Regions from separate parts of the Mus musculus genome. Here regions 2 and 3 are each linked to region 1. Evidence: chromatin contacts called from public promoter capture Hi-C data. All regions are on one chromosome and are shown on one strand. Each heading gives the region's core, a stretch centred on a gene start, on an enhancer-like site or on the middle of the called end of the contact. The rest is flanking DNA. Distances are from core to core; before and after follow the strand shown. Region 1 holds the start of Fyb2 (FYN binding protein 2). Region 2 holds the start of Prkaa2 (protein kinase, AMP-activated, alpha 2 catalytic subunit). Region 3 overlaps Prkaa2 (protein kinase, AMP-activated, alpha 2 catalytic subunit).

Region 1 (4,714 bases), core at 693-3,192:
TCGTAGTAAGTATAGGAAAAGGCCAGGAAATTCAAAAGAGCCCAAGGGAAGGAGGAGGAGGCCAAGCCTACTGGCAATATAGTCCCCACGCCCAACAGCTAAATGAAGGTACCTCGTAAACACTAGGACTCACCACTCTAACTAGTTTAGGGCCAAACCAAAGGAAACCTCTAGGAGACCCTGAAGCCCTGCTTATCCTCGGCCATGTAGGCTGTCCTGACGCCACCAGGGGGAGCCCTTGTGTTGGGACCATGGGGATGTTGGAGGCCCAATGGCCCCTGGGGCGCAGAGCTGTGCTGAGCATAGGTCATAAAGGACCCTTGGCCTTGAGGAAAGACAGCAAAGGACTGTGAGCAGTGCTGGGCAAAGTGAAAATCGTGCAGTCGGTTACCTCTTAGGGGACAAGCAAGCAGTACTTCCTACCTACTCTCCTTCCCCTGCTCCTGTCAAGACAAGGGAATCTTATTATTTTAAGACTTTTTGTTTCCATTATAAATACTGTTTATTATGAATTTCTGTGTTCAATACACAAAATAAAATTTAAGTATTTAAGGTAATCATGGGATATATACAATTTATTCTGATTATTGCTAAAATCATGTTCACATTCAAGCCTTGAAGTCTGAGGAGCCAGTGTTTATACATGGAAGCATGCTGTCTAATGTGTATCTCACATAGGGTCTGACAGTGACTCTGGAGTGGACAAAGTACTGGTCCCATGTCTCGCCTACCCAACAGTGGGTGTTGTGTGGTAGTCAGCACACCTTCACTGTCCTCTCAGTGTTGCAGCGTCTCAGGGACGCCTCGATGGCCTACGGTTACCGACCTTTTTTAAGACTTTGAAAGCCAGGCATGGTGGTGCATGCCTTAAATCATAGCACTAGGGAGACACAGGCAAATAGATCTCTGTGAGTTTGAGGCCAACCTGGTCTACACAGTGATAGCCAGGATAGCCAGGGCTATAAACAGAGAAGACAACAATAATGATTTGGTTGGAGGCATTCCAAGTTATAATGTGAGTTTGAAGGCAGCTTGAGTAGGAGAACCTGCACCAAACAACAACCAAACAGACAAACAAACAAAAACATTTTTTTTTTTAGTCCATAAAAAGCAATGAAACTCAGCAGGCCGTATATAAATCAGAGCACCTGCCCACCTCCAATCCCCAGGACAGCTGAGAGATCTGCTGCCCCACCCCCACCCCCACCCCAAATCTAGGAACTGAAGTTTGGGTTTCCAGCCAGGATCAGCTCAGGCAGGAAACAGCAAAGAAATCAGAACCCGGAGTCATTGTCCATCAGAGCTCCTTTCCTTCAGCATCCTACCAGCATCACTCCGAGCTAGTTAAGGCCATCTCTCCAAGCTCCAGTTAGTGCCCTGCTAAAAGGAGGACAGCTGAACTTGATTCCAGGGCTACTTGTAAGAGCTAAAGGGATTCATGTCTTAAAACACCGCGACCATGCCTGTCTTTAAAAACAGGTGTAATTTATTTCAGCTTCCGCTCACCCCCCCCCCCCCCCCAATAAAAGCACCTGCCAGCTTAGCGACACTTAAGAGCTTTCTTTTCTAGGAGCCCTGAGCAGCTTTTGTGAAATTAAGTAGCCATCAGCAGGGGCGGAGTTGGGTGAGGGCGCTCACTAAAGGAGATCACGGTGTCCTGAGCTTTTTTTTTTTTTTTTTTCAGTCTAACTTTAGGGACAAGATGTACTCAGCTCTCAGAAACTCCCCCAGATGGGATGTGATGGGAGAGGACCCGACTCAGGCACAAAATGAAACCAGTGCAAAGGGAGTGATGGCAAGGAAGCCCGGGACCAGTGGCCTTCTGCCCACACACCGGCCCCTACCCCTATGCAGCAGGTCCGGCTGGCAGGATGGAGGCCCGCCCACCCGAGAGAGGGAGGAGCCACAGCCCAGGTGGAGCAGGTGAGGAGCCCCGGCTCCAGCTCCTCCGGGACAGGCGAAGTGACTGCAAGCTGGCTGGCGGAGGCGAGAGCATTGTTGGCCCCAGGATCCAACTCTGGGAAGCTGGCATTGTCTCCCAGTCGCTGCCTAGGAGGACCACAATGGAGGAGGTAAGGCACCCGCTCGCGTGTGGGCTGTAATCTTGCGAACTTTAGTTCCTTCCAAAGGAGGAAGCTCTAGGGAAAGAGCTGCCAGTGTGTCCTGGGCCGGGCCAAACATGTCAGGTGTCCCGCTATGAAACTGGCATGCTGGCCTTGCTCAGGCAGCCTGTGCCCTCTGTCTCTATAGAACCCGAGGAGCTCTCTCTAACTCAGGGCACAGTTCAAGTGCCTGTCACTTCATTGTTGACTTTCCTTCTCTGTCCGGCCTCTGCGGTGGCAGATGGGTGTCCAGGTTCAAGGACAGAGCATGACTCTGGGAAAAGGTAGCCTCGTAGTAAGTGATATGCCCTGTGGCATTTTTTACATCGCTGTTCCCTAAGAACTCTGTGGGCTGGGGCAAAAGTGCTAATGCCCTTGAGCCCTAGGGATCTATCTCACTTAAGTGAGACCGAAGGTGCATGAAAAAACAGAGCCCAGGCTTGCGGTAGCTCCAGAGGCTGGGGTGTTGAAAAGCTAAAGCCAGTCTGAGCCACACAGGGGGACACTGGAGGATTTTGGTTTTGACAAAAGCAACGCGAGGGTTTGAATGGCTTCGATCAGCTGGATGCTGTTAGCATAGTCAGAGATTTTGCCTGGCTAACCCCATCCCTTCTAGTCCTTGCCCTGCTGTTCTGTTAGTGACTTGCATTTCACAGATATATACAAGCATGTTGTGCCATGTCTCTATTACATATTTGGGAACAAAGTTATTTACTATTGAAATTGTGTTACTTCCCACCCAGATGTTTGGTTTACAGTCAGGATGGTGGATTCGCTCATCTGTGGCTGGCAAGGATTGCTCTGGAGTTTTAAAGGGGTGCTTGCATCTCTGGCAACACTGGTACCTCTGGTGGTTCACACCATTCAGTTAGTTGAGTTTTGGAAAGGGGGAGCCAAGAACCCCAGTTCCAGCCCATTTGTGGTGCTACCATGTTTAGAAACTACTTCCTTTAGTGGGGTGGGGGAAATTATTTTATTTAGAAAGGGTATGGATTTACAGCCCAGACTGGCCTCAACCTTTTAAATGCTTGAATTACAGGCAGGTGTCACCATGTCAACCTCTATTGGTCAACTTTTGGGACCTTCTTCCGAGTTGGCAACTTGCCAGGCTGAACTGATTCAGCCTGTGGATTCAGAAAAAAGAAAAGAAAAGAAAAGCATTTACATTCTGCCCTCTCTGGCTAGCCAGCATCCGAACTGCCCACCACCACTTCTGCTTATCAACCTGATGGGACAAAGACCTGGAGGTCATTGTCCCTGGGGTTTTTAGGTGAAGAAGCTGAAGGGCAGTACATTATTGCTACATGGTATGGCACCACCAGTCAGAACAGGGCTAGGGCCTAGGCTCAGGTTGGTGAATCATAGCTCCTGGGAGCCGGCTCTAAGCCAGGCAGCAGGAGCAAGAATTAATTACTCCAGCCGAACAGACAGGATGTACAAAAAGTACCAAAGGACGTATTTGCTTCCTAGTAACATTTTATAGAACAAGAAAAATCAGTGCACGTCTTCCTCTGCTCAGAAAGATGAGGGGGAAGGACCCAAAGAGAAATATGGGTAGTTTCTCATCTGGAGAGGATCCATCTATTGTTTTAGAAAGCCAACGGAACATTCCTTTAAAATATATATATTTTAAAATATATATTATATATATATCACCTCCTTTGTATTGTCAGTTTCCTTTTTGGATACATGGATACAGTTAGGAACCAAATAGTCCCAAATCTCTGCGTTAGCCAGGCACACTGGTACATGAGTGTAGTTCCAGCACCTGGAAGGCTGAGGCAGGATCAAAAGTTCGAGATCAGACTCAGCTATGTAGCTGTATAAAACACATTCATGACACTTTATATACTAGTAAGAAAGGAGAAGGAAGCGAAACTCTAAGGGTTAAACGGTAGCTAATGCAATGCAGACATTCGAAGCAGAGAAGGCTCTAAGGTCATGAGACAACCGAGGAGACTGCCACTTTAAGGGGCACAGTGTCAAAGGTCAATAAATATGAAGAAGAAACTGAACAGAGACTTTAAGTTAGAGAGTGGTTGTGTGGATGTTTTGGGGGAAAGATTCTGTTGAGATGCATAGTTCATCTAAGCTTCTTTGATGAAGAGCAAGCAGCCAAGTGTACGCTAAAGAAGCAAGGCAAGCAAGGGATAGAAGCTCACATCATAAAGGGCGTGGAACCCTTAGTGGAAACCAGCTTTGCCCGACGATGGCAAGTAGCTATGTGGCACCATCTGGCTTCCATTTCCTAAGAGTCAGGTGGCTGGAGTTTGGAAATGAGATGGCCAGAAGTGAGAGAGCAGCAGCTGGCTGGCCTGGTAGAGGGAAGGTGCTTAGATCTAAGAAGAAGTGGCTCAGGCTTGGCTTAGCAGGGACGGTGGTTACAAGTGTCAGATTCGGGGTCTCAGACTTTGGATGACTGAACCAACCATGTTTTGGCTTTATAAGGCACAGAAGCGGCTTTCATTTGGCAAAACTACTTTGAGCTGTGACTCTTGATCTTTTATCAGCCATGTGTGGCGCTATACAGGTAAATGAATATTCTAAGTGTTCTCTGTTGCTAAGCAATGAGTTTTAGTAGGATGGGTGCATCAACTGTGTTTTTAGCTTAC
Region 2 (4,714 bases), core at 1,278-3,777, 200 kb after region 1:
CGCATATACTTTGTTTCACCAGCCCCTTGACTTAACAACTACAGCTGTATTGATTACAAACCCACTTGACCTAGCTTAATTTCTGTCATAAAACACCCCAACTAAAAGTGACTTAGGGAAGAAAGGGTTTATTTTAATTCAGTTTCCAGGCTACAGTCCGTTTGAGGGAAGTCAAGGCAGGAACGTGAAGCACATCCTCGGTCACCAGCAGAGAGAGAGAACACATGCAGGCAGGCCTGCTCATCATGCTCGCCCATCCCTCTATACTTAACAGAGCGCAGGACCCAAACTCAGGGAACAGTACTGCCCAGAATGGGGGAGGGCTTCCCACTTGAGCATGCGCAGAAGCTAACTGGATCTAAATAATTCTTCATTAAGCTTCCCTTCCTAGGTGTTTCTTCCTTGTGTGCATTTGACAATTAATAGTAACTATCACACCACATAGGGAATATCTCTTTAGGGAAGATAAAATGGTCAGGAGAAATCCAAACAGCTCGTTCCAGCAGGGTTCTCCAGGAAAAAGATTTTTCTCATAAGCCAAAGGTCCCTTCTGCTCCATTTATATTTTAGGAAGCTGGCGCTTAGAAGCAGACAGAGACTATAACCAAATATTTTCGAACTATCCCTTGACAATGGCCTGAGAAATCAGATCGGGTATTCCACTCTACATCAAGAGGAAAAAAAAAAAAGCAAGCGCAAACAAAAGCACTTAGCAGAACATGAAAGCATATAGGCTAAGTTATATAACTTACCCTAAATGGCAAAGCAGCCGTTTGCATAACTTTGCAATGCCACAGCAAAGCAGTTCTCTGCAAAGATGGTGGCAACATCATTATCTAATCTCTATCATTATCATCTCCCAACTATCCACAACTCTTACAAGATCCCAACTTCACAAGACTTCAAAGAATTTTACAAACATTTTAGGTCTTTACAAAAATACCCACTCCGTGAGGCCACGTGGCACCTTAATATAATCTGCCAACCTCACAAAAGGCTCCATCCTTCCTTCCCCTGTTCTCCTTTCTCAATAGGAGGGGGCCATATACTTTTCACATGTATTCTGATTGTCTTTCCCTCATAGCGAGTAAGTCCCAGGAGAGCTCAGGTTTTGCTCTTTCCTAGAACTCCGTTGCCCAGAACAGTTCCCCGCATGTGGTGAGAGCATTCAGTGTTTTCTAGTTGTACAAACCGGTATTAGATACACCAAGAGGAGTTAATCCTCGCAGGAATGAGGAGTCTCTCCCTTCTATTCAAACCTTCACTGGAGGTTAAAATGTAGAAAATAAGCCTCAGCATAAAATCCCCAGACTGCTTACCCGATATTTATTCAACAACAACAAAAGGCTAATGTTTCACTTTTAATTCCCAACTTGCTACCAAGTATTTTTTTTAACAAGAGCTGTAGTTCTGTTAAAAGGACGGGTAATCAAACCCCATGTGACTCTTATTAACTAATAAGAAAGCAAAGCAAAGTTTAATACTTAACTAGTTTAGTGCAGTGTGACATTTCAAAAGCAACCAGTTTTTTTCCAAAACCCCCAAAGCAGTCCCTTCACCAACAAACATACCCCTTGCCTAAGCAAGTCTGACCTCTTGGGGACCCAAAGTCGATCACCAAGCAACATTTTCTCCCAGACCCTGACCACAGAATCCTTCCTTGAACCAATCAACCTACAGAGCTAGGGGTTCTCCTAAATTCTCTGTCCAACCCGCTGCATTCCAGCGTTTTCACACACCCAGCAGAGGGACTTGGCACCTCTCTGCTATGGGCATGCCCCTGGTCAACTCCACCATCAAAGGACTGGGACAGGGAAGAATCTGGGAAAGGCAGGGACCTCATCAGCAAGGCCAAAATTGGAGGACATCTTAGACCTCACCCTGAATCTGCCAATTCTCTGTGACCTTGGGCGTGTCTCTGAAGCCTTGGAGCTCGAGTTCTCTCACCTTTAAGGTGAGGACCGCACCCGGCCGGTGCCACGTTAAGGATTAAGTGTGACCACAGATGAGGCTCCACGCAGAGCACTTGGCACCAGTGGGAGACCCCCTCCCAATTCGCGGCGGGCGCCGTGACTCCCCCATCCTCCCCACGCTTCGGGGCCCTTCGGACTGGGCCAATCGCCCAATTCTGCAGACAAGCGAGCTGAGGCATAGAGAAAAGACAGGGCGCTCGGAGGCACCCCCCGCCAAGGCACACCCCATAACCGCTGGTCCCCCCGGACCCACGCCCGGGCTGCGGCTCCAGGTGCTTGTGCCCCGGGCTCGCCCGCGAGCGCTCCACCTGCCACCCGGCCTCGCTCGCGCCTGCCCGCCCGCCCGCGCCGCTGCACTCACTCTTCACTTTGCCGAAGGTGCCGACGCCCAGGGTGTCCCCCAGGACGTAGTGTCCGATCTTCACCCGCCCGTCGTGCTTCTGCTTCTCAGCCATGTTCGGCGCACGGGCTCCCCCTGCCGCGGGCTCTGAGCGCCGCCGCCGCTACCGCTGCCGCCGCCGCTACCGCCGCCACCGCCGCCGCCGCCGCCTACCCACAGTGCAGCGGGCCCGGGGGGCGGGACGGGGACGCCCGGGGCGCGGTGGGGAGAGCGCAGCCCGGCGCGTGTGGACGCAGGCTGGGGGAGCAGAGCCGAGGCGTCCCGAGAAAAGCCCAGGGCGGTGAAGATGGAAGGGATGAATCTGAGCGCGACCGAGATGGAAGGAGAATCTGAGGAGAAGTGGGGGTGACGGGGTGTAGACCGTGAGCCATGCCTCGGGACCAGAGGGCAAGGCGCTGGAGAGGGCGGCCCGCCCCTAGCCCCTGGCACGCTCCCCCTAGCCAAGGTTTGTTTGTCTGGGAACGTTCTAGTCCGTACCCTCTTCAGATGGCGTCCCATTGTTTTGTAGTTCCTGGTCGTGTTATTGTTAGGTCTCAACCCCCAGACAAACTGCCAACGGAGACGCCTAGCATTAACATAGCAAAGGTGACGTGACGCTGGTTCTCTCAGCATCCCTTAGTCCCCACCTGGTATAGGGTCCTCCTGCCTGGCATACCCTGACCCCTACCCTGAACTCTCCAGCCCGGGGACTGAGCTGCCCCTTCCCTCAGGTCCTCTGATCCCTAGATAATTCAGCCATTTTGGCTGTGCCAGTTTCTTAGCCCAGGCCACCCACCCCTCTTAGGCTTGGCTCCTCTCTTGCTCTCCCTCCCTCTCTCTCCTCACATGGCCCTGCTGAGTCTGACCATGTGTCTCTGCCTCTGCTTCTGCCTGTATGTTCATTTTATCTATAACAGGCCTTCCTCATTGTGTTAGTTAAAGCTTTTATTGTTGCGATAAAACACCATAACCAGAAAGCAAGTTGGGGAGGGCAGGGTTTATTTTTTACACCTCCACCGCACTGTTCATCATTGAAGGAAGTCAGGACAGGAACTCAATGCATGGAACCTGGAGGCAAGAGCTGATGCGGAGGCCATGGGGGGTTGGGGAGGGGTTGCTGCATACTGGTTGGCTCATCAGGGCTGGTCCAGCCTGTTTTCCTACAGACCCCAGGACCACCAGCGCAAGGATGGAACCACCCGCAATGGGCCCTTCCCCACCAATCACTAATTAAGCCTTACAGCTGGATTTTCTCAGTTGAGGTTCCCTCCTTTCAGATGACCTTGTGTCAAGTTGCCATATGACAAGCCAGCACATCCACCATACCCAGGAGCAGTTATGGTCTCCTTTTATTTCTTTTCTTCATTCAGTTATATAGACAATCGTGTTATAGAGATAAAAGACATTCTCTTCAGGACTCTCAATTCTAACTCATTTGAACAAAATTTCCCAATAAATCATAGACACAGCCCTAAGTATATTTCAGCACTTGCATACATGTGTGTAGATATGCATTATATACGGGACAAGGGAGAAATACTAAAAGAAATAGGAAATAATTTACATGTGCAGGTAAATGTAGAACATAGACAAAACACAGAAGGGATCAAAGAATTGTGGGAAACAAAATGATGTAAAAACACATTAAAGAAATGAGTGTATTGAGGATGGAAGTAAAAAATAATAATAATAATAATAAAAGGGAATCCAAAGCATGCCCAGAGTGTTACCAGTGGGCAAATCACTTATGAGCAAGCAATCTCTTCCTCCCGGCTCCCCTCACTCTTCCCCTCCCTTTACTTAATGTTAGCCGACCTTGCCATAGCTGAAGATTATTTGCTTCCTATACAGAAATATGAAGACTCATGTGACTTCCATTTAGCAGTTCCCTGCACTCATACAAACGTGCTTCAAAACATAAATACTTAAAAAAAAAAAAACATAAATACTTGCAGCTTTTCCCATAAAAAAATAATTTAGAAACACAAAGAAAAGGGATTATTTGCTGTTTGGGGATAAATTATTAAAGGTTAGTCAAACATCTGTGACACTGTGCATGCCGATAGAGTTTCATAGTCACATGCCTCGAACGTGAAGCCTCAAGTCACGCTGTTTGTATGTAAAGAGTGAACCGGGAACTGGGTATGACACAACTTGTTTCCTGAGACCTAGTAAACATACAGCTGACCAACTGGTGTGTCCACCATGGCGATCTGATGAGAGATGATCTCGGCGTATAAATTATAGACATCACAGCTGTCGGACATGGGCTATTTTTGTTCATCCTGCAGATCACCTTTCCTGCTGACAAGAAGATCTCACTTATGAGTCCCAACCTCGATGGCAAATTTGAGAAAGCTTC
Region 3 (4,714 bases), core at 980-3,479, 160 kb after region 1:
TAGAGAAAGTAGCCAAGGAGCTAAAGGGATCTGCAACCCTATAGGTGGAACAACATTATGAGCTAACCAGTACCCCGGAGCTCTTGACTCTAGCTGCATATATATCAAAAGATGGCCTAGTCGGCCATCACTGGAAAGAGAGGCCCATTGGACTTGCAAACTTTATATGCCCCAGTACAGGGGAATACCAGGGCCAAAAAGGGGGAGTGGGTGGGCAGGGGAGTGGGGGTGGGTGGATATGGGGGACTTTTGGTATAGCATTGGAAATGTAAATGAGTTAAATACCTAATAAAAAATGGAAAAAAAAAGGGATGAAAATATGGATACATAATATTAATAACAAACCACTTTTACATTGTCTACATAGACATTAGCATTCTGTATGTCAAGTGATTACAGTATAAATTGATACTAAATCCATGTATTCCTAATTGACACTAAAAGTAAATATAAAGTAGTATATAATAAATGATGACTATAAAATTGAAAAAAAAAAAAAAAAAAAAAAAGAAATCTTTTCCTAACTAAGAAGTATTCACTTTTTGAATGTAAATCAAATTTCTCTAAGAACTACAGAGGAAAGAAAAACAAAACAAAAAACAAAAACAAAGATCAAGTCCACAAATTTCAGACTTCAGAAAGTTTTCACTTTTCCTTTCCATCTCATTCGTTACTTTTAAACCTTTGCCAGTGACTTTCAGGATAAACAAACACAGTTCTTTTAAGTTCACAGAGAACTCAGTCACTAAATAGCTGTTAGGTTTGGTAGTTAGTATTCATTTTCTCTGACTGATTCTGGAGACCTTTTCTCAATAATGAGACTATTCTTGGCAGTTAAGAAAGTTAAGAAAGAACAAAACAAAGATTATGAATCAGATCGTGTGTGTAACACTGACATTACTAGAGGTTATGTCAATAAACTTTCTCAGTAGGAAGAAAACATGAGTGTTTTTCTTTTTAAAAAAAATTCAAATTCACAATTCAAGAGGAGATGGAGATGGATGACTTAAGCTCATGGCTGAAATGTAAGAGCTTTGAGCACTGGTTCCTCTCTGCTAATTACTTGCTGACCCACTCTAAGGCTGTTCTGTAGCTACTTTAGTACAATGTAACTAACTCTAAATCAGAATGAGACAAAACTGTTAACAAATTATGGAAACAAGAGCAAGAAAACACTGATAAACTACAATGTGAGAAATCAGATTTTAAATCCCACGATAAGCTGTTTATTGACTGTGTTTTAATTGTCAGTTTGCCACAACCCAGAGTCACCTGAGAAGGAAGGCCCAGTTGAGGAATTATCTAGATCAGACTGGACTATGAACATGTCGGCTGGGGACTGTGTGTCATTGTTAATTGTTGTAGGAAAACCTGGCCTGCAGTGGGTGGCACCTTTTTACGGGCTAGTTCCTGAACTGTGTAAGAGGGAAAAGGCTGGCTAAGTAGAAGCAGGCAGAAGGCAGCCAGCAGGGGGCACTCATTTCTCTCTGCTCCTGAGGAGGAAGTAATGTGATTAGCTACTTGTGTTTCTGACCTGACTTCTCCTTAGCAATAGACTGTAACTGTAATTACATGCCAAGCAAACTCCCTTCTCCCCTAAGCGGCTTGCTGTCAGGGTATTTTATCACAGCAACAGAATTAAACTAGAACAGTGATAAAATGCAATCTATGTTTTCAAGAGCAGAACACATCTAGATCGCACACTCCAAATGGGAGCTTCCAGGGCTAGGATTTTAAAAGCCCAGTGGAAATCTGCTCATTCAGAGACATCTGTTCCTTCTCTAGCCTCACTCTGGTACAAGACACTTTCAGTATGGCCACTTCATCTTTCTCTTCTTATACCTAATAGCTAGTAAGCAGCAAACCCCAAAGAAATTTAGCTTACAAGCCACTGAAGTCATTACCAATATGGAGTCAAGTCAGATGTGAGAAGGGCAGTGTCTCTGGCCTAGAATCTCGGCATTAGGGAAGCACACATAGGATTGTGAGTTTGCTTGGGTTACACCGGACTGTGAGTTGGATGGGGAGGTCAGACTGTGTTACATAGTGGTTCTAGGTCAGCCTAGGTTACACAGCAAAACTGTATTAAAGCAAAAAACAAAACAAAACAAAAAAACTGCTTCAGTTTACTGAAAACTACTTGGAGTCAGCTCAAGGAAACTAGAATCAGCTCACAGGAGGCCAGTGCCTGCTTTTGTGTTGGCATTCTACCAATGCCAACAGTTACTTCTTACATAACACCATGAAGCAGGCCACTTGAAAGTTAGAAAACAAATGGGAAGAGAGGTGCGTTATCCTTGACAGGTTGCATTTTATACTAGTCTTCCAAGTTTTTTACACACACATTCTAACACTTAGTACTAGAGGTAATCTTAAAATCAAATACTGCCATGTGATTCTATGTTTATAATGGAATAAACCTAAAGTAAGTATCATAGAGCATTGAAGCCTACTGTACAACTGAAAGTTTCATGGCAATTGCATCACCCAGTGGCACACCAAACCAAGTATTAGCCAACTAGGAACAGTCGGTGGCATATTCTTGATGTTGACAAGATGGCACTACGTGGGCTCCATCATTGCAATAGTGCACTGACAAAAAGTACAACAATAAAAACTAAATATTTCAAAGCCTATAAAATTGTACCAACTACACATTTGAGGAATTTCACAAGCTGGGCTTGGTAGCACCTCTCTAATTCTGTCACCTGGGAGTCAGAGGCAGGAAGAGCTCTGTGAGTTTGTGGCTATTCTGGCCTACACATAATAGGTCCAGACCAGAGAGGGCTCTCCTGTCCTCAGAGGAGAGACCACAAATAGCTGTTTGTTCTAGCCTGATTTTCTGCTGCTGTGATAAAATACTGACCAAAAGCAACCTGGGCAGGAAAGGACTGATTTCATCTTCCAGACTACAGTGCAGCATGAAGACAAATAAGGGCAGGAACACAAGCAGAGACAGTACAGGGGACACTGTTTTCTGAATCACTCTCTGACGCTTTTTCAACTTGCTTTTCACCTAGGACTGCATGCTCAGGCTTGGGACTGCACATAGTAGTAGGCTAGACCCTCTAATACCACTCATTAACCAAGAAAATGCCCCACAGACATACCGATAGGCCAAACTGAGAGGCAATTCCTTAACTGAAGTTCCCTCTTGCCAGAAAACTCTAGTTTGTGTCAAGTTGACAAAAACTAGCCACACAGTGTTACTGTTTCTATTGCCTTCTCCTTCCAACTTAAGAGGCTGAAAAGAACACATGTGCATTATCTTACAGTTCTGTAGATTAGTACACTGACCCATGAACTAAGGTGTTGCCAAGGTTTGAATGCATCTGGAGTCTCCAGCAGCAAAGTGCACTTTGCAGTCTTGGCTCTTGGAAGCTGCCCTGTGTTCTCGCACAGTCCTTTCCCCATCTTGTAAGCCTCTGCTAGCCAGCATAGTCTTTCCCATATCTACTCATGATGGCCTTGCTCATATCTCTTTCGGACTCCTCTACCCTTGTCTGCTGCTTTTGAGGACTACTGTGTTTACATGGACTCTCAAGCCGTCCAGAACTAATCCCCTCTTTCAGTGTAAGAGGACCTGTAACCTTAGTTTGTCTTTCTAGTATAACAGACAACATTCACAGGTTCTTGAGGTGAGAAGACAGATATTTGGAGGGCCATTATCCTGCTGTCTACCATCAAATAAACAAAACAACTCCACAGGATTATCAACTTGCTCCCCATTAACACTGACATTCAAAGATTGCTCACTGAGGATTTTAAAAGAGTTCTGAAGCTGTACATGGAGAGTGGGGAAGAGGGACTGTACATAAAGAAATAAGGTAGATTTGATCAAAACACATGAAATTCTTAAACGATAAAATAATTTTAAAAAAAGATTGTTCACTAGCCAGGTGGTGGTGGCTCACACCTTTAATCTCAGCACTTAGGAAGCAGAGGCAGGTGGATATCTGATTTTGAGACCAGCCTGGTCCATAGTACAAGTTCTAGGACAGCCAGGGCTACACAGAGAAACCTTTTTCAAAAAAAATAGAGAGAAAGAAAGAGAGAAAGAAAGAGAGAGAGAAAGAGAGAGAGAAAGAGAGAAAGAAAGAAAGAGAGAAAGGAGAAAGAAAGAGAGAAAGAAAGAAAGAAAGAGAGAGAGAAGAGAAAGGAAGAGAGAAAGGAAGAGAGAAAGGAGGAAGAGAGAAAGGAGGAAGAGAGAAAGGAGGAAGAAGAGAGAAAGGAGGAAGAAGAGAGAAAGGAGGAAGAAGAGAGAAAGGAGGAAGAGAGAAAGGAAGAGAGAAAGGGAAGGGAAGGGAAGGGAAGGGAAGGGAAGGGAAGGGAAGGGAAGGGAAGGGAAGGGAAGGGAAGGAAGAAAGAAAGGAAGAAAGAGAGAAAGAAGGAAAGAAAGAAAGAAAGAAAGAAAGAAAGAAAGAAAGAAAGAAAGAAAGAAAGGGGAAGGGAAGAGAAGGGAAGGAAGAGAGAGAGAGAGAGAGAGAGAGAGAAAGAAAGAAAGAAAGAAAGAAAGAAAGAAAGAAAGGAAGGAAGGAAGAAAGGAAGAAAGAAAGAAAGAAAGAAAGAAAGAAAGAAAGAAAGAAAGAAAGAAAGAAAAGATTGTTCACTGGCTAATCTTAAGCTAAATATAATTTATTCTGATCTTAATATACTAGCAAACAAAATCTAAAGGACAATAATATCTTTACACTGCTCTTAAATAGGTTTTCTT

What was found. Promoter capture Hi-C pulls out the DNA fragments that hold promoters and counts their contacts.
Region 2: a promoter capture Hi-C map of liver shows a contact between it and region 1, with 3 times the contacts expected there. The contact joins the promoter of Prkaa2 here to the promoter of Fyb2 in region 1. A contact is called at or near these places in 12 of 39 promoter capture datasets (the C10 cell line, cranial neural crest, embryonic stem cells and 7 more), 45 of 484 Hi-C or Micro-C datasets (the AML12 cell line, B cells, the BV-2 cell line and 26 more), 10 of 115 datasets of contacts at active chromatin or transcription factors (bone marrow-derived macrophages, embryonic stem cells, extraembryonic endoderm stem cells and 5 more) and 2 of 9 other capture datasets (adipose tissue and embryonic stem cells).
Region 3: a contact with region 1 is called in a promoter capture Hi-C map of liver, with 3 times the contacts expected there. The contact joins the enhancer-like site here to the promoter of Fyb2 in region 1. A contact is called at or near these places in 6 of 39 promoter capture datasets (embryonic stem cells, hippocampal neurons, liver and 2 more) and 1 of 115 datasets of contacts at active chromatin or transcription factors (embryonic stem cells).

What each region holds. Positions count from the first base shown.
Region 1 is chr4:104,911,619-104,916,332 of GRCm38.p6, forward strand. It overlaps Fyb2 (FYN binding protein 2), which reads left to right and starts at 1,943. Exons shown (of 20, transcript NM_001162980.2): 1 at 1,943-2,072. The coding sequence starts at 2,064.
Region 2 is chr4:105,107,371-105,112,084 of GRCm38.p6, forward strand. It overlaps Prkaa2 (protein kinase, AMP-activated, alpha 2 catalytic subunit), which reads right to left and starts at 2,528. Exons shown (of 9, transcript NM_178143.2): 1 at 2,335-2,528. The coding sequence starts at 2,428. It overlaps Gm36893 (a long non-coding RNA gene), which reads left to right and starts at 2,528. Exons shown (of 2, transcript XR_376484.4): 1 at 2,528-2,818; 2 at 4,644-4,714.
Region 3 is chr4:105,069,737-105,074,450 of GRCm38.p6, forward strand. The region is part of intron 2 of Prkaa2 (protein kinase, AMP-activated, alpha 2 catalytic subunit); the gene reads right to left. Among named protein-coding and RNA genes, the nearest start is that of Gm36893, 38 kb to the right of the region's middle. Within about 2 kb of position 2,230, at least 43 of the 459 cell types and tissues checked have an H3K27ac peak or open chromatin away from gene starts, as enhancers often do. A contact at or near this core is called in liver, where this site is marked.